2 separate regions of the Zea mays genome follow, and region 1 is linked to region 2. A link is a contact called in public Hi-C data. All regions are on one chromosome and are shown on one strand. Each heading gives the region's core, a stretch centred on a gene start, on an enhancer-like site or on the middle of the called end of the contact. The rest is flanking DNA. Distances are from core to core; before and after follow the strand shown.

Evidence for each region. A called contact is a pair of places that touch in the nucleus more often than the background predicts.
Region 1: a contact with region 2 is called in a Hi-C map of endosperm, with 2.3 times the contacts expected there. The contact joins the promoter of LOC100194230 here to the promoter of UGT708A6 in region 2. A contact is called at or near these places in 5 of 25 Hi-C or Micro-C datasets (bundle sheath, ear, endosperm and 2 more).

Annotation. Positions count from the first base shown.
Region 1 is chr6:130,864,786-130,868,094 of Zm-B73-REFERENCE-NAM-5.0, reverse strand. It overlaps LOC100194230 (Adenine nucleotide alpha hydrolase-like superfamily protein), which reads right to left and starts at 1,656. Exons shown (of 4, transcript NM_001359434.1): 1 at 1,265-1,656; 2 at 6-124. The coding sequence starts at 1,553.
Region 2 is chr6:130,691,759-130,694,788 of Zm-B73-REFERENCE-NAM-5.0, reverse strand. UGT708A6 (UDP-glycosyltransferase 708A6) reads left to right here and starts at 1,618. Exons shown (of 1, transcript NM_001139178.2): 1 at 1,618-3,030. The coding sequence starts at 1,701.

The DNA of each region.
Region 1 (3,309 bases), core at 407-2,906, 170 kb before region 2:
CTTACCTGAATCTCGCGGCACTGGTCCAAGAATTTCTGCAGCATGTCTCGCCTCTTCGATCTCTCTTGGTTCAGGTACGTTTCGATCTGCTCCGGGCTTGCTTGGCTCTTAGGCATCATTCCTACTATTTCAGAAACCGAGACGACGGTGTCAGGTTCGTTAATACGGATTTATTACCTTTTAGGCTTGTTCGGTTAATCCAGTTACCCATGAATTTGATGAAATTGGAAAAAATTAAGAATAAATTTGACTTGGTTGGGATTTAAACTCACACAATCTCACTCAATCCATATGGATTGAGAGCTAACCGAACAAACCCTTAAACTGAATGTTGCTTAAATATATATAGTCAGACGCAGCATATGGGCAGTAAGTAACACATTCAGAAACCTGCTTTTTTTTTTCTTTGGCATTCCAGTATTCCTGTACGCTGTATATATATGGTCCACGAATCTCGTTGGCACTCGCTGTCAGGATCTCAAATAATGAATGCATATTATCTTTATTCCGAGTGCTTCACCCAGGTGAGGTGAGGTCTGATGGAACCGCCCACAGGACAGGACTCTGATTAAAACCCAAGTGTTTCGATGGAAACAGCTTGATTAGAAGTAGAACCCAATAATTTCACGGGATGATCAAACAGATCCCATTATTACTACTGGTTTGCCAAAGAAAACATAGAAAGAAAAATACTCCTACAATTAGGAGCCACAGGACCTACCTAACACCATGCTGATATGATGTGTGGCTTTGTTCGCGTCTCCGACGACTCCTAGGCTAGCTAGGCTACGAGGTCAGCATCAACGGCTTGGAATTTTGCTGTTGCAGATCTGCGACGGGGCTAAACCCAATGTAATTTACAAAAGCCTCCATGAAGAAAATTCCGGCTTTAATTTGTGAGGACGACACCTTTGAAAGTTTCAACCACGCGAGCAAAAAAAAAAACTAGTCCGGACGTGAGGCCACATCTTTTATCGCTTGGAAACAAGGCTTCGTTTGCAAATTACAGCGTTAGTTGTTTCGATGTTGAGGTTGGGCTTGAGGAAACATTGGGCTAGAATTTCGGATCGAGGAAGCAGTTTGATCTGGATCCCCAGTCAGGGAACACTACTGATCAGTACACGCAACAATCTGAATTATTCTAGTGATGAAGTTATAATCATCAATCGTAAATCAGTAGTACGACATGTTATTTAGTAGAAGAAACGAAGATGATGAGGCAGAAGCAGAAGAGGGGAGAGAGACCAAGCAGTAGTAGGCTCACATGGGGTGGGTATGCTGGTGACGACGGGGAAGACGTGGACGAGGTAGACGAAGCTGCGCGGCTTGGCGAGGCGGCGCAGCGCCCAGGACAGAGCCGCCATGCTGGAGCCGCCGCTGCCGACCGCCACGTACACGTCGTCGGCGACCGGGACGCTCCGCGGCGGTCTTCCGTCATCCGGCTCCAGCTCCTCTATCTCCCACGTGCTGCTGCCGCCGCCGCCAACACCGTTGGTGTGGCTCGGCAGGCTACCGGCGTCCTGGTCGACGCCACCGCCACCGGCCTCTGCCATGCACGCGCGCGCGCCTTGGATTAACCCGGCCGCCGGGCCCTGGCCAGGTGAGGACGTGAGGTAGAGGGATGTGAAGACGATCGAGCAGGAGCAGGAGTCGTCGTCTGGCGCGTGGTGCCGGTGTGTGTACGGCCGTGCTGGACGAAGATATATATATTTGGTCGTCTGGGGCTCTGGGCTGGGATGTTATTCTTGTGATATTTTCGAGGTATATACTGTTGTTCTTGTTCGGTCGCTGGGTCCTGCAGCTAGCAAAGGTTTGTACACAAATTCTGCTGGCTGCGCTGGTAATGTGTTCATCTGTGAAATGGTAATCTGATCCTACTGATATTATGATGAGCAACTTCAAAAGAACACTAAAAATTTATTTCCTAAAGCGTTTTATTGAGGTTGTTGTTAAAAAATTCCTAAAAAAACTGAACCTACAACAGACTGCTCATAAACAATCCCTAAGACTACCTTCAGCAACAATCCCTAAGACTACCTTCAGCAGCTTACTCATACTCATATTCAAACAAACTCTGCGAACAGTACACTCTATAGTGCAGATCATACTTTTGAAACAACTAGTATCCGATCTTTACTAGCAAGGCCAGCTTGCCTAGGCACAAGCACAACACACTTGTAACAGATTGGGCGATTGTCCTCCATCTCCACCGTACCAAAAGATGTCCTCGCTCATGCAGTTGATGACTGGTACAAAGAAATGGATGGTTTATTAGTTCTGACGCTGGGGCACGTAGAATATATATATAGGAACATCGCCCATTGTGTTAAGAATAGTAATAGTAATGCATGCACATATATATATTTACACATAGATGATGATGATTGATTGATTGTGCAAGGCGTGGACCGGGAGTGGAATATGCTCGCGGATCAGGCTGTGGCATGGCACCACACGGCATCGTTGAACCGTTCGCCGGACACCTCGCCGAGGCAGCCTGCGTAGCATACCTGGGCTGTATTCTTAGCCAACGCACCAATGGGCTGTGTTGTGTTTCTGGATGAGGCCCTGGCGGGACCTACTTCTTGTTTGTTCGGGGTCGGTACAGGCCCAATGGGCTCTGAGGAGTGGGCTTGTTCTATACGCGTTGTACTACACAGACCGCTAGCTTTTGGGCCCTCTCCAGCCTCCTATGTGCCCGCCCTTGGGACAGACTTGCGCGGCATTCTTGTCCTAGCTGCTATATTTATGATAAAAGCCAATTACTAAACCTCTTTATCCTACGTACGTCTAGACCATTACAGTTATCGTTAGCATAAAAAAATGAGCGTCGTTATAGTTAGTAATTCAGAATTTTTACAATGTGGCTTTTGATGTGCTTTGTTACATTAAAAAATACTCAATGACAAAACATGATTTTCACAAAAAAAATTTTGCTCAGTTTTTAGGAATTATTTGATCAACCTAAAAATTCGTACAAGATTCGAAATTGAGCGTTTTTTGTCCTTTTAAGTTGCGATCAAACTAAAATAGCTATGTGGATGTTCTTGACGGATACGGGATCCTCTTATTTTACCTTTCTAATGCTTATTTTTAGGTAAAGTTTATAGCAACTGATTTTAAAGTTTTGAATTTTAAACTTTTTTCTCTTCTCGGCTCGCATGTCAGCCTCTGCGTGTCGCTTCATGTTGTCCTAGGCCCTATAGCGAGGTGTCGGACGCCCCCCCTTCCCTTCCTCTCTTCTAGTTGGCCACCCATGGTGGTGCTCACCACCCGTGCGGATACTATGACACCGGTCACAGTGAATTC
Region 2 (3,030 bases), core at 369-2,868:
GCTTAAGGAATTGGAGGCCTTGACTGAACTGCCAAACGAGATGCATACGCAGCATCGTCTTTATCATAAGGCATATATATAGTGTAGAGAAATTAGTGTTCCACGATCATGCATTCCTAGAGCCGAGGATCCTATAGCTTCTTGATTCACCGCACCAAGGGAGGTTGGCATATGATATGAGGAGTTGGCTAACAAAAACAAAGGAGGTGATTCTCGGCGAAGTTACATGGTCATCTGTATTATATTGAAAAGGAATTGACAACGGAGATTAGCTCTCATGATATAATCGAATCTTCTAATTTGATCAGTCCTTGTATATATAGGCAACTTCGAGTTTATATATATATATATATATATATATATATATATATATATATATATATATATATATATATATATATATATATATATATATATATATATATATATATATATATATATATATATAATCACATGTAGGCTCCTGTTCTCTAAATATATTGTATATTAAAAATTAGTTTAATCTCGGATGGGAATTAATTTATATATAGTTATATGGTGCAGGTTTCTTTGATTAGTTTTATTTGATAAGTTTTTTTATCTTCAAAACAAAAAAAAATGCAAACTATAACTACAAAAAGTGCAATGAACCAAATCTGTAATTCTATAAAATATATGCAATAATCATCGTCTAAAAAAATCAGACAGCTGAATTTTAGTGATCCCCGCGTAATCAAACAGCATCTTTAGATTGGCTCGGAGTATCCTACAACATCATCTCCGGAAAGCACGTGAAAAACGTGAAACGATTATTATTCGTTGAGAGTTCTGTTTGTTTTTTTTTTTTTTTGGTGAAACTATTGGTTGAGAGTTGAGGCTTGCGTGGACAGCGTGGTGGTTGTATCCTGCGGTGGACAGCGCGTGGCGTCCCACCTTTTGTTAGCTGCATCTGTTCAATCACGTACGAGGAGGCAGACTGCAAGCACAGCCACTTCGCCAGCGCGCCTGCCTCCCAAGTCCCAAGCAGCGAGCTAGTATAGGTGTGCAGTGCCGACCTCCCCTCCGGCGATCGCCCGGCCGGCCCTCACGGAGTCCTCCGCTCTATCGCCGGCACGCTCTGTGCTTATAGGCCCGTTTATTTTGTGCGTCGTGCATTCTTGTTTTCCTTTATTTCTTGTATATACTCCTAGTTTCTATACAGGCGACGGTATCTGACTGAATACAAGTACATGTTGCCGGCGCCGGTGTTTCTTGTTCCTTCTATACCAATACATGGAGCCAGACCAAAGGACCGAAGCGCCAGAGCTATCTACGCACAAAGGCAAAGTGCTCCTGCTCCGCCTCCGTCGATCTTCGTCTCCGGCTTCTGTCGCGGATCGCGGTGCAGCCGGAGCGGCCCTGCAGTATCTACATTCTGGTCGGCAGACACCATGCATGTCTCTTTCGACGAGCCATCTGTACTGTACTGTACTACATGACGCAGAAACAGGACAGGCCAACAGCAGGAAAACGAAGGGACGGCAGCGCGACAGCGCGCGGCCGCCGTGGTTGTTGCATCGTGCGGTGGAGCTTCGGTAGCGCCCTCGTTATTTAATGGCTCGCAGGACCGTGCATCGCTCTCGCTCCGTGTAGGTTTATTGCATACGTACTAGCTACCACTGTTGGTCTGTCACGCCGGAGGCAGGTCGCAGTTATTACTTTAACCCGGGGCCCCATCGGCGATGGCGGCCAACGGCGGTGACCACACGAGCGCTAGACCGCACGTTGTCCTGCTCCCTAGCGCCGGCATGGGCCACCTGGTCCCGTTCGCCCGCCTGGCGGTGGCGCTGTCGGAGGGACACGGCTGCAACGTGTCCGTGGCCGCGGTGCAGCCCACCGTGTCGTCGGCGGAGTCCAGGCTCCTCGACGCGCTCTTCGTCGCCGCGGCCCCGGCCGTCCGCCGGCTCGACTTCCGCCTGGCGCCGTTCGACGAGTCCGAGTTCCCGGGCGCCGACCCTTTCTTCCTCCGCTTCGAGGCCACGCGCCGGTCCGCGCCGCTGCTCGGCCCGCTCCTCGACGCCGCCGAGGCGTCCGCGCTCGTCACGGACATCGTTCTGGCGTCCGTCGCCCTGCCCGTCGCCAGGGAGCGGGGCGTCCCGTGCTACGTCCTCTTCACGTCCTCTGCCGCGATGCTCTCCCTATGCGCCTATTTCCCCGCCTACCTCGACGCCCACGCCGCCGCCGGCAGCGTGGGCGTGGGCGTCGGCAATGTCGACATCCCCGGCGTGTTCCGGATCCCAAAGTCATCCGTCCCGCAGGCGCTGCACGACCCCGACCATCTCTTCACCCAACAGTTCGTCGCCAACGGTCGCTGCCTCGTGGCCTGTGACGGCATCCTTGTCAACACGTTCGACGCCTTTGAGCCGGACGCCGTTACGGCCCTGCGCCAAGGCTCCATTACTGTCTCCGGCGGCTTCCCGCCTGTGTTCACCGTGGGGCCCATGCTTCCGGTGAGATTTCAGGCGGAGGAGACGGCGGATTACATGAGATGGCTCAGCGCGCAGCCGCCACGGTCTGTGGTCTACGTCAGCTTCGGCAGCCGTAAGGCCATACCGAGGGACCAGCTCCGGGAGCTCGCAGCCGGGCTCGAGGCCAGCGGCAAACGGTTCCTGTGGGTGGTGAAGAGCACCATCGTGGACCGGGACGACACCGCCGACCTCGGCGGCCTGCTTGGTGACGGGTTCCTCGAGCGAGTGCAGGGGCGCGCGTTCGTTACCATGGGGTGGGTGGAGCAAGAGGAGATCCTGCAGCACGGTTCCGTCGGCCTATTCATCAGTCACTGCGGGTGGAACTCGTTGACGGAGGCAGCGGCGTTCGGTGTGCCGGTGCTAGCGTGGCCGAGGTTCGGCGACCAGCGCGTCAACGCCGCACTGGTGGCGCGCAGCGGGCTGGGCGCGTGGGAGGAGGGGTGGACCTGGGATGGAGAGGAAGGGCTGACGACTCGAAAGGAGGTGGCTAAGAAGATAAAAGGCATGATGGGGTATGATGCGGTGGCGGAAAAGGCAGCGAAGG